Linked DNA regions of Mus musculus: regions 2, 3, 4, 5, 6 and 7 are each linked to region 1. A link is a contact called in public Hi-C, HiCAR-type, HiChIP or PLAC-seq and promoter capture Hi-C data. All regions are on one chromosome and are shown on one strand. The core of a region is the stretch at or near the end of the contact, and the rest is flanking DNA. Distances in the headings are between cores, read along the strand shown.

The links. Promoter capture Hi-C pulls out the DNA fragments that hold promoters and counts their contacts. Hi-C and Micro-C count contacts between places; a contact is called where the count stands out from the background. HiCAR-type assays count read pairs that join an accessible place to other places. HiChIP or PLAC-seq counts read pairs in DNA pulled down with a chosen protein or histone mark. Capture Hi-C pulls out chosen DNA fragments and counts their contacts.
Region 2: a contact with region 1 is called in a promoter capture Hi-C map of pre-B cells, with 3 times the contacts expected there. The contact joins the promoter of L3mbtl2 here to the promoter of Pdxp in region 1. A contact is called at or near these places in 1 of 39 promoter capture datasets (pre-B cells) and 1 of 9 other capture datasets (macrophages).
Region 3: a HiCAR-type map of astrocytes shows a contact between it and region 1, with 2.4 times the contacts expected there. The contact joins the promoter of Bop1 here to the promoter of Pdxp in region 1. A contact is called at or near these places in 3 of 39 promoter capture datasets (cranial neural crest, hippocampal neurons and pre-B cells), 1 of 115 datasets of contacts at active chromatin or transcription factors (astrocytes) and 1 of 9 other capture datasets (embryonic stem cells).
Region 4: a contact with region 1 is called in a promoter capture Hi-C map of adipose tissue, with 2.8 times the contacts expected there. The contact joins the promoter of Dgat1 here to the promoter of Pdxp in region 1. A contact is called at or near these places in 1 of 39 promoter capture datasets (cranial neural crest) and 1 of 9 other capture datasets (adipose tissue).
Region 5: a contact with region 1 is called in a Hi-C map of B cells, with 5 read pairs. The contact joins the promoter of Slc39a4 here to the promoter of Pdxp in region 1. A contact is called at or near these places in 2 of 39 promoter capture datasets (cranial neural crest and hippocampal neurons), 1 of 484 Hi-C or Micro-C datasets (B cells) and 1 of 9 other capture datasets (adipose tissue).
Region 6: an H3K27ac HiChIP or PLAC-seq map of embryonic stem cells shows a contact between it and region 1, with 9 times the contacts expected there. The contact joins the promoter of Foxh1 here to the promoter of Pdxp in region 1. A contact is called at or near these places in 1 of 39 promoter capture datasets (cranial neural crest) and 2 of 115 datasets of contacts at active chromatin or transcription factors (both in embryonic stem cells).
Region 7: a promoter capture Hi-C map of adipose tissue shows a contact between it and region 1. The contact joins the promoter of Commd5 here to the promoter of Pdxp in region 1. A contact is called at or near these places in 1 of 39 promoter capture datasets (embryonic stem cells), 1 of 484 Hi-C or Micro-C datasets (B cells), 1 of 115 datasets of contacts at active chromatin or transcription factors (pancreatic cancer cells) and 1 of 9 other capture datasets (adipose tissue).

What each region holds. Positions count from the first base shown.
Region 1 is chr15:78,912,514-78,915,314 of GRCm38.p6, forward strand. It overlaps Pdxp (pyridoxal (pyridoxine, vitamin B6) phosphatase), which reads left to right and starts at 1,406. Exons shown (of 2, transcript NM_020271.3): 1 at 1,406-2,018. The coding sequence starts at 1,457. Gm30368 (a long non-coding RNA gene) reads right to left here. Exons shown (of 6, transcript XR_003951546.1): 5 at 2,778-2,801.
Region 2 is chr15:81,662,547-81,665,347 of GRCm38.p6, forward strand. L3mbtl2 (L3MBTL2 polycomb repressive complex 1 subunit) reads left to right here and starts at 1,343. Exons shown (of 17, transcript NM_145993.5): 1 at 1,343-1,478. The coding sequence starts at 1,455.
Region 3 is chr15:76,475,889-76,478,689 of GRCm38.p6, forward strand. It overlaps Bop1 (block of proliferation 1), which reads right to left and starts at 1,361. Exons shown (of 16, transcript NM_013481.2): 1 at 1,241-1,361. The coding sequence starts at 1,333. Hsf1 (heat shock factor 1) reads left to right here and starts at 1,474. Exons shown (of 13, transcript NM_001331154.1): 1 at 1,474-1,829. The coding sequence starts at 1,713.
Region 4 is chr15:76,510,613-76,513,413 of GRCm38.p6, forward strand. Dgat1 (diacylglycerol O-acyltransferase 1) reads right to left here and starts at 1,382. Exons shown (of 17, transcript NM_010046.3): 1 at 943-1,382. The coding sequence starts at 1,169.
Region 5 is chr15:76,615,495-76,618,295 of GRCm38.p6, forward strand. It overlaps Slc39a4 (solute carrier family 39 (zinc transporter), member 4), which reads right to left and starts at 1,376. Exons shown (of 12, transcript NM_028064.3): 1 at 1,079-1,376; 2 at 381-665. The coding sequence starts at 1,267.
Region 6 is chr15:76,668,577-76,671,377 of GRCm38.p6, forward strand. It overlaps Foxh1 (forkhead box H1), which reads right to left and starts at 1,372. Exons shown (of 3, transcript NM_007989.4): 1 at 1,029-1,372; 2 at 653-757; 3 at 1-564. The coding sequence starts at 1,295.
Region 7 is chr15:76,898,483-76,901,283 of GRCm38.p6, forward strand. It overlaps Commd5 (COMM domain containing 5), which reads left to right and starts at 1,459. Exons shown (of 2, transcript NM_025536.2): 1 at 1,459-1,510; 2 at 1,870-2,801. The coding sequence starts at 1,923. The coding sequence ends at 2,597.

The DNA.
Region 1 (2,801 bases), core at 156-2,655:
GAGTTGCTCTGTGTAGTCCCAGGCTAACGCTCCTTTCAGCTCTACACCTGAGGGTCTTTTGGGAGTGGGCTGGCAGAAGTGGGTCAGTGCATCTGGAAGCCCAATTTAGTAACCGAGTGGAGGCAGGGGCATGCTGTCTATGGTCTTCTAGGCTAAGAAACCCATTACAAAAGGCACAAAGAACAGAAAATAGTTGGGCCTCAAAGGCACGGTTTTTCTTCGGTCTCTTCCCTTCAGTTGCTCTGGGTTAGACAGCTACAGTTCTGCTTAGAACCAAAATATTGTGACAGTACAGATCCCTGTTCATCCCTGGTCCCCATACTTTGAATTACTGGTTATTCAAAGGCTTGACAGATTAAAAGGTTTCCGTCTACAAAATGGAGACCTAGGCAGTTGGGATCACCCCATCAATAAAATGGGTTACCAATTGGGCCTGGCCATCAAAATAGTGCCTAGTGCCCCCACACACATAAAACATGAAATCAGATCTCTGGGTTCCTGTCTTACAGCCATGTGTTTGATTATCTATTTATTTATTTATTGGGTTTTTTTTTTGTTTTGTTTTTTTGTTTTTTGAGACAGGGTTCTCTGAATACCCTTGGTCCTAGTACTTGCTCTGTAGACTAGGCTGGCTTGGAAATCAGAGCTCTTCCTACCTCTGATTCTGAGTGCTGGGATTAAATGTATGTGTTCGCATCGCCCGGCTAGAACGTTTTAACATTCATCTGTGTGGATGTGTGTGTGGAGGTCAGAAAACAACTGGAAGGAGTATGTTCTCTCCACCGTGAGGTTTCTGAAGAAGGAACTCGGGTCCTCAGCCTTGACAGCAAACTGCCATCATCTGCTGAACCATTCCACTGACCTGTACCTGTGTTTTAAAAATCATTTATCTAAAGCCATCGAACTATAAAGTATACATCTTACTAAACGGAAATTATACAACAACAACAACAAAAAAAAAAAACAAGTTCCCCAGGAGACTCCACAGCACAGTCAGATGACCAGAAGGATCACTGACCAGGTCTAAGAGCCCAGGCCAGCTTGCGAAGTCACGGGTGATGGAGCCCTGGCTCCATCACATCCACATGTTTCTAATGAGCCTCAATGGTTCCGAGGGCAACAAGATGTGGCCCGAAGACAACATCTCTCTCAGCCTCTGTTTTTCTCCTAGCAACCATCTGGCCTACGTTTTTAATTGGCTGGGAAGCGCACGGCGATTCGCTGCAGACCAGGCTGTCTCTTCATTGGTCGCCTCCTTCTAGTGGCGCCCGCGGTCCCGCCCCTTTCTCCGAGCTCCTTCGGGATCGGCCAGCACCTTCGACTAAATTCTAGTCGCTATTGGCTGAAGCCTGTGTTCGTAGCCCCGCCTCCTCCCCGTTCTGCGCGCCAATTGGTGAAGCTGCCCCTTGTCCACGGAGGGAGCGCAGCGCGCGCGTGCGAGCGGCCAGCCGGCTGCATGGCGCGCTGCGAGCGGCTGCGCGGCGCGGCCCTGCGCGACGTGCTGGGCCAGGCGCAGGGAGTCCTGTTCGACTGCGACGGAGTGCTGTGGAACGGCGAACGCATCGTGCCGGGCGCCCCTGAGCTGCTGCAGCGGCTGGCGCGGGCCGGCAAGAACACGCTGTTCGTGAGCAACAACAGCCGGCGCGCGCGGCCCGAGCTGGCGCTGCGCTTCGCCCGCCTGGGCTTCGCGGGGCTGCGCGCCGAGCAGCTCTTCAGCTCCGCGCTGTGTGCCGCGCGCCTCCTGCGCCAGCGGCTGTCCGGGCCGCCCGACGCATCGGGCGCAGTGTTCGTGCTGGGAGGCGAGGGGCTGCGCGCTGAGCTGCGCGCCGCGGGGCTGCGCCTGGCGGGGGACCCCGGCGAGGACCCGCGCGTGCGCGCCGTGCTCGTAGGCTACGACGAGCAGTTTTCCTTCTCCAGGTTGACCGAGGCGTGCGCGCACCTGCGCGACCCCGACTGCCTGCTCGTGGCCACCGATCGCGACCCTTGGCACCCGCTCAGCGACGGAAGCCGGACCCCCGGTGAGCACGGGACTGGGCGCGGGGATGTGTGCTGGGACCTGACGCGCTTTTCGGAATTCCTGCAGCTGCCGCCTGTCGGATAGTGGCCGAGGACCAGTTTGACACACGAGCCACCTTAGGCTCACTGTAGCTCAGGGAATTGCAGGTGGGATACAGATTTGGAACCGGCCTCTTGGGCTTTTGTCATTGGCCCCACCCACTTTGCAGGAGGGTTTGTCGAAGCGGTCTGGAAGGATGATGCCGGTGGAGAGCTGGATCCGCGCATCCAGAATCAGGGTAGTGGGGAAACTAGGGGGTAGTGGAGCTTGACCTTAGGCCAGTGGGGAGACTGGAAGGTAGTGGAGCTTGACCTCAGTTCCAGTTCTGGCCCTGTTTGGTTAACCCTGTGAGTTACATAACCTCGGAACCTGGTTTCCAGTGGGGTTCTTTACCATGTCGGTTATCCCCAGGCTTTTGAACCCAGCCCTCTAGTTTATTAATAGCTTCCTGAAGCTCCTTAATGGTGCCTTCATTTCCTTTCCAGATTAGTTCAAAAATAAGAGTTTTGGCCCATTTCACAGTTAAAGAAATTGGTACTTAAGGGAGGTGAGCTGCCAGGGAACACACAGCATAGAGCAGGGGAACCTGACTTGGCCTTTGGGGACCCCCCATCCATCCATCCACCCATCCAAGAGCAGTCCAGGCTGTTCAGGCCTGTACCTAAACAGAAGCGCTGACCTCTGGCATGAGCCCCAAGAGATGGAGGGATCAGAGACTTACCAGATAGTGATGAATGGCTATAGA
Region 2 (2,801 bases), core at 93-2,592, 2.7 Mb after region 1:
GGGTCTGGGAGCCCTCACGTAGGATAAGTAAACTAATCCAGACCTGTCTGAACTTTAGATGCTTGTAAGGCCATACAATTCCTGAGAACCCAGGATGGGAAGGAGTAGTTCTATAGGGGACTCAATCCACATGTATACTCCAGTTGGCAAAAGCGTTGACTTCAGGTGTCTTCTTCAATCTCTTGCTATCCACTGTATCGCTGCTGGCTGGTCAGCAGGCCATGGGAATCCTTCTGTGTCTGCTTACCTAGTGCTGGGATCACAGGCATGCTCTGTCATGCACTGGGGGGCAAAACTCAGCTTTCCATGCTCTGGCTGTACTCACTTACAGGCTGAGTCATCTCTCCTAGATTTAAGGTTATAACATCTATCCGTATAATTTATTTGTGGATATGGGGGTTTTGCTGAATGCATATGTATGGACCATGTTAGTGCTTGGCGTCATCAGAGGCCAGAAGAGAAAGTAGGATCCACTATAACTGGGTTTATAGAATTTTGTGAGTTGTTCTGGGTTCTGGGAATCAAACCTGGTACCTCTGGAAAAGTGGCCAGTAACCACTGAACCATTTCTCCAGTCCAAGGCTTTTTTTTCCCCATTTATTTATTTAGCTTGTGTGTTTGTTTTATGTGCGTGACACAAAGGTCAGGACAACTTTGTGAGTAGCTTTTTGACTTCCAGGTTTATGTTGTGGCTCAGAGATTTGAACTCAGGTAGAAAGGCTCATGGAACAAGATCCTTCACCTACTAAACCATCTCATAAGCCCCAGCGAGCAGACGGACATAGAGTTTAAGAATATTCCTGTTCCTGTCTGAATTGAAAGAGGGATTAGGCATTTCTGCTAGGCATTCCTGTCCAAGAGCACCTTTACTTCCTACCTGGGGAGAGTGTGAATTTTTGTCTGGGGCCCCTGGGGAGAGTGCGAATTTTTGTGTGTGTGGGGGGGGGGCTGGCACGTCCAATCCCTTGTGCTCAGATGGTTTGAAATTTGACTAAGAAAGGACAAAAACAAAAAACAAAAAAACCCGCCGGGCGTGGTGGCGCATGCCTTTAATCCCAGCACTTGGGAGGCAGAGGCAGGCGGATTTCTGAGTTCGAGGCCAGCCTGGTCTACAGAGTGAGTTCTAGGACAGCCAGGACTATACAGAGAAACCCTGTCTCTGAAAAAACAACAACAAAACCCTAGAAGTACCCTTCAGGAGATTTCGCATTACTAAGGCAACGACCCTTTTCGTGCACCCAGGAGAAAACTACAACTCCCCTAATCCTCACGGCTACCCAGCCCCTCCTTAATGGAGGCGGGGCGCGGGCGAGCGCGGAACCGGCTTCCTATTTCCTGCGGCATGATTGGCCCGCAGCTCGGGCGCAGCAGCCAATGAGCACACTCTCGGAGAGCGGCGAGGGCAATATGGCTTCCTGCACCTGGTGACGGTTGAGGGAATTGAATTTGGTATCATGGAGAAACCGCGGGGCACTGAGGTAAGAGGGAAAGGGCTCAGCCCAAGCGGGAAGGGGAGCCCCAAACGCCTCGCTCGGCGGACGCGCCGTTTTAGCGATGTCTTAGTGGTGGACAGTTGCAGGATTGGTAAACTGAGGTACGGAGCTTAGCCTCGGCCAGAGGCCCCCGAGGTTCCTTTTGGTCTGGTGACGAAGGAAGGATGGCAACGCCTCCCTAGCCAGGGGCAGGGAAACTGGGCTCTGAACTTTGTCTTGGTTTCATGGTTCTGAGCTTTAGGATCGTGCGGCCTGTCCCTTCCACGCGGGAAGTGAAGGGAGGAAGATCGGAGTTGATTCCTACTCCACGCTGGGAGCGTTCACGTGCTGGTCTCCCCGTACGCTCACAGCCATCTTCTTTAGGGAGGGATTAAAACAGCCCTCTGGGTCGACACAGCTGCAAAGTGCAAGAGGTTGTCACCAAGTACGTCAGTTTCCAAAACTGCGTTACGCTTTTTCCGTGGTACCGCAGCCGGTGACCCACCGCACCTTGCATTTGAAGTCTCTTGCCGTTTCCTAGCGGTAATAATTGCTAAGCTTTATTGAGCACTGTTGAGTGTTTTACGTTTATCATCCCTTCCCAAAATATTATTAAATAGTGGTGTTGTCTTTATTTGGTGGAAACCGAGGCAGTGCATTTGACTCGCTGTGCATCGTACAGCTAGGAAGCACTAGAGATCGTATTTGAACCTTGGCCCAAAGCGTCATTCTCTTTACCTCTGTCTTGCCCAACAAGCTAGGCACGTTTTTTCCTATTACAAGCTAGGTACGTTTTTATGTAGCATTTCATCGCTACCTCACATTCTGTGAGCCAACAGCTGTCGTGGATGAGAAAATTGTCCCACAGACCTTAAGTGACTTGCCCCAGGATCAGTAGCTGATTTCAATCAGAGCTCAACTCACGGCTGTGGTCCATACCACCATACAATTAGTCATCTGACTCAAAGCCTCCTTGGGATAGCCTGGGTCTCAATTTTCTCAGTCTTTTTTTCTTTTCCCTGTTTTCCTTTAAGGAAGAAAACAGGTTTATTGGATACATTGCAAGGAGCAGTGGTCTAGGCAGCAGCAAGAGGGCCTGGCAGTCTTAAATTTGTTTCTGAGTTGAGATCATTTGGATGTACATATACAGAAGAGGGAAGAAAGAGTTTCAAATGCCTTCTAGCCCAGTAAAAATTTTTTGAGGTGCTTAGGATATTTCCACATTATTGTGTAGATCTCTGATCCCTGGCAGCGTTTTTTGACCTGATAGTGGTGTGGAAACAGTATCTTTTCAATAGATGCTGTTCTTTGAAATTGGAATTTTGCTCT
Region 3 (2,801 bases), core at 111-2,610, 2.4 Mb before region 1:
CTGCACCTAGTACTCACACTGTAGACCAAGCTGACCTCGAACTAACGGAGGTCATCTGTCTCTGTCTTCTGAGTGCTGGGATTAAAGATGGGTGCCAATGCCGCTGGCTAGTTCTTGTCTACCTGAGTGGCCTTCGCTGCCAATCATCACAGTGATCACCTGAGTTTCCATAGATGTCACACTGACATTCTCTTATTATTGACATCTCTAAAACTACGCTACTTGTCATACTAACAAGTAAAAGTACTGCACGCAGTTAGGGCATAAACAACTGACTATTAAAGGCTTACTGCCTAGAACTACACAGAGGGAAAAGCTTAGGGGCGTTTCATAAAACAAAGGGACAACTTACGTAGTGGTTCTCAACCAGTGGGTCACAATCCCTCTGGGGCGAGCAACCCTTTCATAGACTATCCTGCATATCAAATAATTACGATTCATAACAGTAGCAAAATTACAGTTATGTTTTCTTTTTGGTTTTTTCGAGACAGGGTTTCTCTGTGTAGCCCTGGCTGTCCTGGCACTCACTTTGTAGACCAGACTGGCCTCGAACTCAGAAATCCACCTGCCTCTGCCTCCCAAGTGCTGGGATTAAAGGCGTGTGCCACCACCACCCGGCAAAATTACAGTTATGAAGTAGCAGCGAAAATGATTTTGTAGTTGGGAAATCACCGCAACACGAGGAACCGTATTAAAAGGGCCACAGCATTAGGAAAGTTGAGAACTTTGAGGATCCAATTCAGTGGAGTCAGCTGTGCATGCCTTCTACCACCTACATTTGATGAATGTAGCAAGCCTACTGAGCTTAGCAACATGGACTAGCAATGGTTCCATGACAACCAGTTCTGGATGCCCTGGGTTCCAATCAGACTTCCATAATCTCAAGTCCTCTTTTGATTCACAACACACCTGACATGCTGGCTTGGTAGCACAGCACGAGCGCAATTACAACCTTTCCCAGGACAGGAAGCACAGATGGAAGGTCCAGAGACTATGGTGAGGGGACTCTTAAAGGTCTCTCCCTTAACACGGTTCAAGCCACAGAACTATCCCCCGGGTTCCAGCGCCCCTCGGCGCAAGTAATGTTCTGCTGAGAGTTCCAAAATAACAGCCCAGACTGGACGATCAGGCTCTAGGCGACCCACACGACACTACACGCTGCGCCACGGCCCGGCCTCCCTGGTCTTGCCAAGTGCCTGCATGGTTCCCAGAGGGATGCTGTCCGCTACTTGGAAGTTACCTCTTGTATCTGCAGCTCCTGATCAGGTTCCAAACGTCGTTTCCCCGGCAGCGATGCCGGTGACATGTGGGGCTTACCACACGCCCCCGCCATGCTGCGCCGCGCCGGCTACCGATCTACTGCCGCTTCCGGCAGCGGGAGCGCCTCGTGTGCCCCCAGCCAGGCTCCGCCCTACCAGGCTCTGATTGGTGAGCAGCCCGGGTGAAGCCATCTTGCGCAGGCGTAGGGTGCGGCGCAAGGGCTGGGCCGGCAAAGTAGGCAGGGGAGATCACGGCGCCTGCGCACAGAGGCTACAGGTCTGGCCCTAGCGAGAGCGCGCCGGTCGCAAGATGGCTGCGGCCATGCGAGGCCTTGCTGTGTGTGCGCAGCGGGCGGCGGAGCGGCCCGGACGGCAGGGGCAGCGACGACACTAGCTCAGCCTTCAGCCACTCTTCTAAAAGGCCACCCCAGCCTCTGCCTGCTTTCGTCCGAGATGGATCTGGCCGTGGGCCCCGGTGCAGCGGGGCCCAGCAACGTCCCGGCCTTCCTAACCAAGCTGTGGACCCTCGTGAGCGACCCGGACACAGACGCGCTCATCTGCTGGAGCCCGGTAGGAGCTGGCATGGGCCGGAGCGGCCTTCGAGGGAGGGTCCTGTGGCGGGAGGGGACCTGCTTCGGAGAAAGCGGCCTGCGAGTTAGTCGGGCTCGCCCGGGTTCAGCCATCCTGGCATCCTAGAGGGAGGACGCCGCTGTCTGGGGAGGAAGTGCGCCCCGCCCCCAGAGCCACTCACGGAGAGTAGGCCGAGACCCCAAATCATCCTACATTTCACCCGGACAATAAGGACGGGGCTTCCAGTACAGGGTCTTTGCTCACAGAGAAATAGTTCCCAGAGTCCGTCTGCGTTTCTGCTTTTTAGGCAATCATTCAGAATAAGTGGAAGGCCTAAGGAATGCATGAGAGAAGAGCGAGAATAGGAGGATGTGGAGCCTAAGCTCAGCCCCGATAGTCTCCAGACGCCAGAGCAGTTTTGCCCGGCCCTCCAAGGGCCGTGTCGAACCCTGTTCTGTTGCCTGGCAGCGGACTGTGTACACCGCACACCCTGCTGGCCCTGCATCTCTGGCTGGCTTGCAGAGGTCGTTCCGTGTTTGTGTTAAGTTGGAAAGTAGAATCTGCTGTTCACATGTGGATTCTGAGGGCCAGAGCGCGCAGAGCTAGCCGATGGTGGTGGCCTGAAGACAGGCCACCCTGATTCAATGGGAACCTTTGGAGGGATGGAGGCGGCTAGGTGCCACCACCTTGACCTTCTGCAAGCCAAATCTGGCGGGTCTCTCGGTCTCTGCGGAGCACTGCCCCCTCGCACAAGTTTCTTAAGCTGGCAAGAATGGAGAAAAGGCCTGGGTGGCAGATGGAGGCCAAGGCTTCTGGCTCTCAGTTGCCTGTTTGTTTAAACTCTGCTCTGCCTAAAGGGTGTTTTGGGAATAAAGAGAAGACTAGAAAGCACGGAACTTCACTTTTCACGAGACGGTCTTTGTGATTATCCCATGGGCTATCCGTGGGCCGCGTTGTTTTCCTGAATGCCAT
Region 4 (2,801 bases), core at 132-2,631, 2.4 Mb before region 1:
TATCTCCTGGGTGAACTGTGAACACCCTAGGGCAGCTGGGGCGTGGGGGGCACCGTGCCCACTAGAAAAAGATTGTTGATACAAAGAGAACCAGACTTTGCCACCCTAGATAGCCACTTCCTCCAAGCCCCTCAGGTACTTCCTAACCCAGAGCTACTAAAGGGTCCCATGATGATCACCAAAAAGAGTCTCAGGGCCGGCTTTGTAGGAGACAGTCTCCATTTCTTCAGCTAAGCAGGGCCTCTCCCATAGGTGTGTTCATACCAAACCTCTCTCCGGTACTCCAACCACGGGATGAAAGTCTCACTTAGTAGTCAGCTCTGCCCCTATAGCCCGAAGTCATTCTGGTAACATAAGCTGGGCTTCCTTCAGGCCCTCCTACTTGCTGGAAGAGGGGTGAATAAGCCATGCAGCCTGTTAGTACTAGAAAGCTTCCTGTACTGTCCTCTGCCCCGAGCAAACGCCCATACCCATCGCCTCAAACAGGCGTGTGTCCTCTGGAGCCTCTAGCAGCCTTCTCTACCCACAGGACACCCCTCGTAGTTTTTGCAAAGGTAACTCTTCATCATAACCCTCCCTGGAAAACATCAGCCTCCTTCCACTGAAGAAAGCCCATTCATCTCCACCCCCCACCCCCCCGGGGCTCACATTTCCTGCTACCCACTCCTCAGAAAGGACCTCAAGGGACTCTGCCTCAAGGTGTGCTTACTTTCCTAAGCAATATGGAAAGGGGGCTGCTGCCCACTCCTCTACCCAGACTCCCTGGTCGGCTACACGACCACACCTGGGTGACCTTGGCAAGTGACCCTCTCCCCAAAGCCCGTGTCCCAGTACAGCCCCAGGGGAGCCCCGGCCGCGTAACTCGCAAAGCTGTGGCCAACTTTTAAGAACTAGGAGCGTCACTGGAGAGGTCAGATGTAAGGGGATCAGGCACTCCGCTACCTCAGATCCCAGTAGCCGTCGCCCACGCTGGTCCGCCCGTCTTTGTCCCGGGTATGGGCTGGAGCCGGAGCCGGAGCCGGCGCGTCACCCCCGGCGCCCAAGTCGGGGCTCACAGCCGCGTCTCGCACCTCGTCCTCTTCTACCTTGGGCCCACTACCACCCTGGACGGAAACCCGCGAGCCGGTCCTCCGACGCCGAGAGCTTCCCGCGCCTCCGCGGTCGCCCATGGCTTCGGCCCGCACCTCGTCGCGGCCCAGTCGTGCTCCGCCGGCTCTCAGCGCTTGGAGCCCGCGGCCCCGCCTCTGGACCCTGAGCAACGGCCTCCGCCGCCGCCCCCTGCCGGCCTCCGTAGCCGGCGCAGCGCACGACTACCTCTGCGACGCTGAGGCTGCGATGCTGCGGAGCAGCTGACTGGCTGTGGCGTCAACTGGAGAGTCCATTTGTAGTCCGAGGCCGAGCGGAGGCGGAGCCTAATCGAAGACGCGGAGCACGCTGGGAGTCGCGGGAGCAGAGCGCGGAGCCTCCTGGGAGTTGAAGGCACCGGGAGCTGGTGACGTATAGCACTCTGGGAATTGCAGTCACAGGCTGGCAGAAGCAACTAGTGTGCAGCTTGGCTGTGAACTTCGGTGGAAGAGGTCCGAGGTGCTGTCTCACTGCGAGGAGCAAGCGGGAGGAGAACTGCCCCGGCTCCTGGCTCCCTGGCAGCTACGCACTTCCTCTGACCTCTTGCTTGCCTCTTGTCCCACTTATGTAAAAACATCCTTTCGTCATCCCCAGCAGCGGTTTGAGTGTAGGTCATTTATGAAACTGCGCTGACGTCTTGCGGTTCCAAATCCATTTTTGAGCGCACAACCGACAGACTTATCTGCTCTGGCAGCATCGTTCTCCGAAAGATCCCTAGCTGCTAGGCAGGAACCAGTTTAAATGTACCTTGGAGCACATAGCCTGTCAAAGGATCAAACTGGAGAAATACCCAGCTTCGCATTACAGCAAATGTGTGCAACTGCCCAGTTAGTTAAAAGAAGCAACTCACCAGTCACCATGGCCTCTTCCTCTACCGCCCCACAGTGCTGTCGAGGGCCCGACAAGCAACGTGCCTGATTTAGACACCGCCGTGCATACATTCTAGACCTGAGGAAGCACCTAATTTCCTTCAGAAACACTATAAAGGACCAAGGAGAATAGTGGCTTTCTCTTCTGGGGAATAGCAGGCCTAAGAAGCACCTCTATAGGACAAGGTTGGTAGCCTCTCCTACAGGATGCTACTAGTCTTCCTATTAAGCTCCCTCCACTTCTGTAGTATCCACTGACTCCTTCCCTCAGGTCACACTTTCTTCACGACACATCTCATGATGAGCAATCTGGGCTGCCCTGCCGGTGGTGTCTTTGTACATATGCAGAGAAAAGCGAACCCAGGCTTGGACTTTTGTGGATCAGAGCCAACCTGGTCAGTGTCTCCGAGCATTCCTTTGTTGCTGGCCCAGTCTTTCATCTGGTCCTTGGCAAGGCAAGGGCTAGGTCTTTGTGAATAGTGACCCCAAAAGGAGGCAGAGTGAAAGAAAAAGTCTCTTTGGGAGCCTGAAGTGAAGGTAAGTCGTGTGAGCTCTGCCATGCCTTTCCCGCTCCTTCCTCTGTTAAGTGAATACGAGGCTTCCACATTCTCCTGGGCTAGCACGTTGGCTACACCAGCTTCCAGTTTGAAACCAAAAACTAAAAGTGGAAGGTTGAGGCCTAGGCTGCCACTAAAGCCAGAGATGAATCCACACCATCCAAGAGAATGAAAGTCCTCCTTGGAGACAGCTATTCATTGACATTCAGCCTTACAGCTGTCAGCCTCCAAGAGGCCATGGGAGTGAAGA
Region 5 (2,801 bases), core at 126-2,625, 2.3 Mb before region 1:
CCTCCCCAGTGCTGGGATTAAAGGCGTGTTCCACCACTGCCCGGCTCCAACCTCCTCAAGTTACTTCCCAGATTTCACAGAAGACATCAGCCTATGTCCCTAAACCAGCTACCTATACCATAAACCTAGGCTGCCCCAGCTAGTCACACCCTTCACTGTGGCCTATGACCTTGGCCCCAGAGCTCTCCTGACTGTCATTTCCCCCAAAGGGTTCCCCCAGACTCCCGCAGACCCCGTTCTACCAACTGTGCACAAGACTGATTCCCACCTAAGTACCTCCAATGAGGCTGCACGTGGGACATCTCCCTTGTTGGGGCAGCCTCCCTTCCATGGCACTAAGGTCCTTGTCATTATCCCCCAAAAGCTGTCTGGGCCCTCACCTTCTCCCCGGTGGGTTGGCTGGCAGCATGGGCCTCAATCTTCTGCAGTAGCTGGCTCAGACCCAGGGTCATGGCCTCTGGACTCTCCAGTGTGGCCAGGTAATCGTCCACATGGGAGGCCAAGAGGCCAGCTTGGATGTCCTTGCATGTTTTCTCTGGGTTGTTAAGGTAGAGGGCAGCAGCAGCACTAAGGTAAATAATGTGTCTGGACTCCAGGACTGATTCTGGGGCAGGCTGTGGCTTGTCAGGTTTGCCTAGAGCCAAGACATTCTCCACAGACAGACACTGTGGGCAAACAGACAGGATCTGAGCTAGACTAAGCCTACCAGGCATAGCCTACAGGCATGGATTCTATCAGCTATCTTATGTCATGTTCTGCCCCTTGTAGTTAGCTTGACTAGGAGCCTACACAAAGGGGTCCCCAGCAATTACTCCCCCATCCTGAAGGTGAGAGTGGTCACTGTGAGTCACCACAAATTTGATAGCCTGGGGGAATGGAGCTGTGTGTCCCAGGATGGAGGCCCAGGCCTGTATAAGCCCCCCAGAAACGGAAGGGAGGCTCCAGCCTGCCAGCAGGTGCAGACACCAGCCTCCAGACCCGCCTCCTGGAGTTTGCCCAGATCTCTTTAGTGCCTGCCACAGGGTGGAGCGGGCAGGAAGGGGCCGGGGCTGGGGGACCCATCGGGTGGGGGTGTTACCTTTTCACACGGCCCGTCGGTGCAGTGCACACGGGCCACCAGCGTATTTAACAGGCCGTCCAGTTCCAGGCGATCCAGAGCACCCTGGCCCAAGGCGAGCAGGCTGAGCAGGTTCCTGGGCCGGGCCACTGCCACTGTGCCCACCAGCAGAGCCAACACAAGTCCCTGTGTGACCGACTTTGGGAGCATCACGCCTCAGGCCCCCAAAAGCGTTCCTTGTAGAGGTGCTGACTTCTGGGCTAGCTGGAGACAGCTGGGACTGTCCGGGGCCAGACTGGAGCTGGGTTCAACTTGCCTTGGCCCTAGCTCCAAGACCTCTCCCAGATATTTCCTACAGGGCTCTGTGATTGGCTGCTGGGTTAGCCATTCCAGTGGCAGATCCTCCCCGAAAGCCTGGGGAGAAAGAGCTGGTGCCTCCTGGGGCTGGAGCTAAAGGTGGGTCCCTGTCCTTAGGTGGGCGGCTTGAACCTGTCACACCCTGAACTGCCAGTCAGGGCTTCCTCTGTTCCCTGAAGAGCCCAGATCACCCTCGCCTGTTACCTTGCCACTGGACCAGAAGCTAGGGGGATTAAAGGTTTGAGCGCGTAGATGTTATCAAGTCAAACATGGGCGTTCTATTTGACATTTTCAGGAGAGCTCTTAGGCTTCCCTCCACCCTTCACCAGCTGCCTCTCAGCCCAAGCAGCTTAGACAAATTCCAAATCTTGTAGCCTGGGTGAGGGTGGGGGTGCTGCTCTTGGCTCCTGAGCTAAGGCCGCTGGGTCCAATATGGGCTACAATGGGAGATTTCTGCAGGGTACTTGCTGCGTCATGCTCCCCCACCCCCAGCCCTCGGGGAAAATCCCCAGGAAATGGCTAAAGCCCCAACCTAGACAAACAGGAAACAAAGATGTGACTTTGGTCCTAGCCAACTTTTGGGGCTTGGAAGAGTTCGAGTTGAGCAGTAGGAGTTTGAGGCCCTGTTGTGAGCGCTAAAGCCTGAGCATAAGAAGAAGGAGGTAGGGCTGGGGCCCCCAGCTGTGCCCCTCCCCCATTGAGCCTTCCAGCCTTTGACCCCTGAGCCTTATCTCTATCCAGGTGGCAGGCTGAAGGAGGGGTTGGAATCTCCAGGAACTGACAATTCCCGGGTCACAAGGCATTTTGGCCTTCTGGAAGAGGGCTTTGGGTAGCCCCAGAGGCACTGTGGCCTTCTTCCACTCAAGTTCACACCAGTCCTGACCCTAGCCCTCTGGGGTGTGGCTGAGTATGAACCTAATGCCTAACGAACTCTGTCCCCTAGTATTCTGGAGGGTAGGGCAGGGTGGAGAAAGAATCTAGCTGAGTATCCTTGAGCTCACGGGTCAACTGCTTCAGACCTGTTCCGAACATACACATGTCAATGTTTCTTATGGCTAGCATCCTTGCAATGCAGCATCCTTGCTGGTCCTATGGAAGAACTATGACTGGGAACTGGGAGAGCCAACCTGAGAGCATTCCCTACATGGAGCTCTGAAGATGCCATATACCCAAACTGCCTTTCTTATTTCTTTTCATTGCTGGGCAGCTGAGAGCTAAGACTAGGTTGATTTTCTTTCCCTGTATCCCCTAGGGAGAAGTCTTTGTGTAGGCCTGGCTGTTCTGGCTTCCCTAGATCTCTCCCTCAAAGGAGGGACCTGCCTGAGCTCGGAAAGGCAGAACAGCCAGCCCTCGTGCAGCTAACACTGCCTCTCCTGCTCATTCCCAG
Region 6 (2,801 bases), core at 122-2,621, 2.2 Mb before region 1:
GGGTAGCTGTCCCCACAAGGAGGCTCTGCTCCCCCTCCTGGGCACTCCCCTGGAATCTGCGGAATCCTCAAGTAAGTGGAGGGGCCAGGAGCCTTGATCTGGGGTGACGGGAGAAGGCCTGATTACCTCCCCTTGGGAACTCTCCCCCTCTATGATTGTGGGCCCAGGAAGGGAGCAGAGGGGCCACAGAGGCGTCTCAGAGGAGCTAGAGGGTCCAGTGCCCATCCCTTCTTCCCCCTTTGACAAGGTGCCTGCCTGAGCTGCAGTGCTCTGTCCAGGGAGCCCAGGATGCTGGGGCCATGTGGATTCTTTCCCAGGGTCCCCTAGCAGGGACTTGATGCTGAAACCCTCCCTAGGTGGTGGTGGGGGACTGGGTGGCTGATAAGGCTGGCCGTGGAGCACGTAGGGGCTCAGGTCCTTGGCGAAAGCTCTGTGGGTGCCCCGGTTCTGCCATCGACGGCACAGGGCAGTGTTCTGAAGGCGCAGCGCCTCAGCAGGAATCAGGCTCACATCCACCGCCCAGAAGTTGCCCTTGGCCTGGGGCTTTGCAGGGTCCTTGGGCACCTAGAGAGTGGTTGGCTTGGCTGTGGCTGTTCTACCCAGAGATTCGGGGGTTCCGAGCCCACGCCGCCCCCGGGATTCAATATCCCACCTTATGGAAGCACCGATTAGAGGAAAGGTTGTGGCGGATGGAGTCCTTCCAGCCCTCATAGTCGTCCCTGAAGAAGGGGAACACTGCCTGGACCTGACGGATAATCTGAAATCAGGCAGTATTTGGCGCCGTGAGGTGAGGATTGGAGTAGTACCCTCTCCCTCTTTTACAGCCGACCCCGGGGCATCCATCCCTTCTCCGGGAGACAGAGGTCTGTGCCTGAGGGCAGAGTGGATTGGGGGTTTTGGGAGAAGGGACTCAGGACCGTTCTCACAGGCAAGGATAAGTGGGTTAGGCAAAGGCCAAGCGTGAGCCTACAGTAAGTGGGGATCAGGCCTGGGATAGTTGTGCCCCAAAGCACGAGGGACTCTCTCACCTGAGCCAGTTTCAGCCTGCGGAAGGGTGCGGCCTGAATTACCAAGGCGATCATGGCCAAGTAGGTGTAGGGGGGCTTGTCATGCCGTAGGTATCTCTTCTTCCTCCTCTTGGGGGTCTTCGAAAGAGACTCTGCCTCTGGAGGCCTCAGCTGAGAGTTGTCGCGAGGCCCCATACAAGGGAGGTAGCCCTGGGCCGGAGCCAGGGCTAACTGGGGGCTCGGGGTAGTCGGAGTGTAAGTTGAGGCCAGGTCCCAGCCCGAGGCCATGCTGGGACAGGCAGGCCAGGCCCTTTCTTTATCATTCTGATGAAAGGGGGAGGGGTGACAGAAAGAGGCTGTGGGGGAGGGGAACGTGTGTGGGCAGCCACAATTAGCAGGTTTCAGTTAATCTTGGAGGGAAGGGCAGAAAAGATTCCAGTAGGGACTTTTGGTGGCCCCCGAAATCAATCTCCACTCCCAGGTTGCCTTTGGGTGTCTGGGCATACCCTAAAACCTAGAAGGAAAAGCCCTTGAAAGAGGTCTACCCCAGAATACCCTATCTGCCTGGGCTAGGTCCCTAGCTCCCATTAAACAGACGGGAAGTGACTTCTCCAGCAAAACTACCCTGAGAGAGATGGGGAATTCCCAGGGGTTAAGACAAAGCAGCCAAAAGAAGTCAAGCCTGCCGGGCAGTGGTGGCGCACGCCTTTAATCCCAGCACTAGGGAGGCAGAGGCAGGCGGATTTCTAAGTTTGAGGCCAGCCTGGTCTACAAAGTGAGTTCCAGGACAGCCAGGGCTATACAGAGAAGCCCTGTCTCAAAAAAACAAACAAAAAAAAAAAAAAAAAGAAAAAAGAAAAAACAATAACAAACAAAAAAGTCAAGCCTTAGGTGGGGAGTCTGCTCAGGACTTGATGGGGGTGGGGATACAGATTGACAGACCTTCTGGACCAAAAAGGGAATAGAGTCTGTCCTCAGGAACAAGAGGAGGATACAGAGACTTAAGTGATCTTCCCATGAGTATGTTGTAGGTGCCCATATAGGCATGGCCATCTAATTGGTGGCTCTATTCTTGGGCTCAGTCACCATCTATGTTCTAAGTTCTCCTGGCTACTACAATGGGCAGCTTTGCATTGAGGGTCTGATTAGAGCGCTGATGGCAGAGGTTGGTGTCAGAGCCAACAATCCAAGACCTTCATGAGCACTAAAAGCTTTTGAGAATTCACCTTTTCCTGTGAAGCCCCTCCCCATTGTACCATCAACAGGACAGAGACCCTGGCAGGTGCCAAGGAAGGTACAGTCATGAGTGGAGGAGGGAATGGGGACACACAAGGAGGATGAGCACAGTGGGACTTCACTTCCTCTGACAGTTCTGCCCCTGGCTGGGTTGTGATCTTATCTCAGATTCTTCTTTTAGCTCTCATCTGTCTCCCCTCCCCACCCCCAATCCTATCACCTCCTGCCCCTCTGCTTTTCGTCCTCAGAGCTCTAGCTGAGAGTTCCTGTGTCTCACCTGTCAAATATCCCTATGGCCTCAGACCTATTCACTAAAGAAGACATTCTCTCCTGCAAGTCTGAGGTCTCCCTTTCCACTGGTCCTTCCTTGGTTCCAGTTAAAGCCTGGCTCCTTGAACTGACATTCAAGGCTCCTCATCGGGACTGCTTCTCCCTGATCACAGTGTCCCAGGGTCCAACCATCACCCAAACTGCTGCCCATCCTCTTTCGAGCAACGAGGGACTCCTACCCTTTAATCAAAGGATAGGATAAATAAAGATCACCCTTCCGGGAACACC
Region 7 (2,801 bases), core at 209-2,708, 2.0 Mb before region 1:
GGCTACACACAGAAACCCTGTCTCGGAAAAACAAACAAACAAACAAAATGCCACCAGCCATGGTGACCTCTGTCTCCACATGCACACATATGCACATGCATTTACACATACATGTGTACCCACACACACGTGAGCACACACAGAAATGCACATCCCCTTCGCTAAAAAAAAAAAAAGATCCCCAAACAAAAGGCTTTTATGAACATATATTAGATATAGGTTGAATTTTGTTCTTCAAAAGATATCCTGGAGTCCTAAGATCTCCGGAACCTGAGAGTAAATGAGACACTATTTGGAACAATGGTCCTGGTAAGTGAAGTCATGAGAATGCTTACAGGAAAGTCGAAATCCCACCTAAAGATGGAGGCAGTGAGCCAGGAAGTGGTGGCATGGCACATGCCTTTAATTCCAGCATTCAGGAGCAGAAGCAGTCTGTCTGGAGACAGAGATTAGAGTGATATATCCAAGCTAAGGAATGTCAAGGATGTTTGGCTGCAAGCTAATGTTGCAAGGGGCTCAAGAACATGGTCCTATCAACACTTAGAGCTTCTGGAACCATTATATTTCTGCTATATCACGAAATTAATTTTGGCTGCTTAGGAAGTGTGTGTGTGTGTGTGTGTGTGTCTGTGTGTGTTATTTATTTAAGATGGAATCTCTGTGTAGCCCTGACTGGCCTAGAACTCACAGAGATCTCTTTGCCTCTGCCTCCCAAGTGTTGGAATTAAAGGTGTACACCATAACGCCCAACTTCCTCCAATCTCTGATGAAGCAACACACCAAGTTCTTCAGGTTGACCTTGAACTCACTCTGGAGCCCAGATTAGCCCTGCCTTGGGTTTGCGATCATCCTGTCCCAGGCTCTTCCGATCACTCGCTTATATCACCAGGGCTGGGTCATTAGCCATTCATACCATCCTTGATAAAACGTCCAGACTTTGCCGGCAAAATTAATCACCTACCCCAAAAGCTTCTTGGGGCTATAATGCATATACCACACAAATTTACCCCCCCCCCCCACTTCTGCGGGGAATTCTGTTTGGTTTATTGAAATTGTTTGGGTTTGTTTGTTTGTTTGTTTGAGACAGGGTATGTAGCGCTGCCTGTGCTGGAACTCTGTGTAGACCCGACTGACCTTGAACTGTTTCTGCCTCCTAGTGCTCGGATTAAAAGACGTGGGCCGCCGCCTAGACCATCTAAGTATTTTAAAATATGCAATTCGTTGGCATCAACCACAATAATTCTTACGTCTGTTCTTCACATGGGGCTGCACAGGCCAGCAGAATCCATGCATCCCACACGGAAGCTAACTGAACTTTCCTCTCGCTTCCCAAAACACTGTTAGAAGGCAAGCGACCGGGCGGCGCATGCGCTCGGCTCCCGGGACCACAGAGAGCCACGGTCGCGCTTTCCTAGAGCGGCCCGGAAGTGTCTAAGTGGCACTTCCTGAGACTCGGCCAAGTTTCAGCTGCTGCCAGCCACAGCCAGCTCCTGCGGATAGCTTCCTCCAGGTGCAGAGGGCGTTCAAGGCTTAGTTTGTATTTGTAATGTGTGATTTAGGTCTTCCAGAGCTATGATGAGGATTCAGGGTTTGGGGGGGTCCTCGTTCCCTATTTATGTAGGATTTTGGTGCGCGCTTCAGTTTCTTGGTTCTTTTCCCTGCCAACTGTTAAATCTCCGGGACGCCTCCCTTCTGCTAGACTCAGGCGGGCTCCTTTGCCGCAAGGTCTCAGGGCCACCTCCAAAGCATGCATCCTATTTGCTATCTATCCTTGGTAGACAGGCGGGTGGGAGCCCCTCATCCACCCCCAGTTTTTAGTACATGAAGCTCCCGAGTAGGAAGTCACTTGTCTCTCCTTCACCTCTCCAGGCTACTGTGGTTAGTACCTTCTCTCCGGCCTGGTCAAGAAAGGGAAAGGAAGGATGTCTGCGTTGGGGGCTGCGGCTCCATACTTACACCATCCAACTGACAGTCACAGCGGCCGGGTCAGTTTCCTGGGTTCCCAGCCCTCTGCAGAAGTGACGGCAGTGGCCCAGCTCTTGAAGGACTTAGACAGGAGCACCTTCAGAAAGTTGTTGAAACTCGTAGTCGGGGCCCTCCATGGGAAAGACTGCAGAGAGGCCGTGCAGCACCTTGGTGCCAGCGCCAACCTGTCAGAGGAGCGTCTGGCCGTCCTGCTGGCGGGCACACACACCCTGCTCCAGCAGGCTCTCCGGCTGCCCCCTGCCAGTCTGAAACCAGATGCCTTCCAGGACGAACTCCAGGAACTTGGCATTCCCCAAGATATGATTGGAGATCTGGCCAGTTTGGCATTTGGGAGTCAACGCCCTCTTCTCGACTCTGTAGCCCAGCAGCAGGGATCCTCGCTGCCTCGTGTGTCGAATTTCCGGTGGCGGGTGGATGTGGCCATCTCAACCAGTGCTCAGTCCCGCTCCCTGCAACCGAGTGTTCTCATGCAGCTGAAGCTCACAGATGGATCGGCACACCGCTTCGAGGTGCCCATAGCCAAATTCCAGGAGCTGCGCTACAGCGTGGCGTTGGTCCTTAAGGAGATGGCAGAGCTGGAGAGAAAGTGTGAGCGCAAACTGCAGGACTGAACCCTGGTACTGTGGGGTGCTGAAGCTGGTACCAGAACCCAGCCGCACTGGTGATGAGGATGTAAGAACATATTTTAAGTGAAAAGACAGCTGGGACTTTTGGGTTTTGTTTTACAAGTAAACAGCTGGGCTGAGGCTGGAGAATGTGAAATGTAAGGCCGGCCTGGCTGGGTTTTACGTAGTGAGGCTCAGTTTCGAATTAAA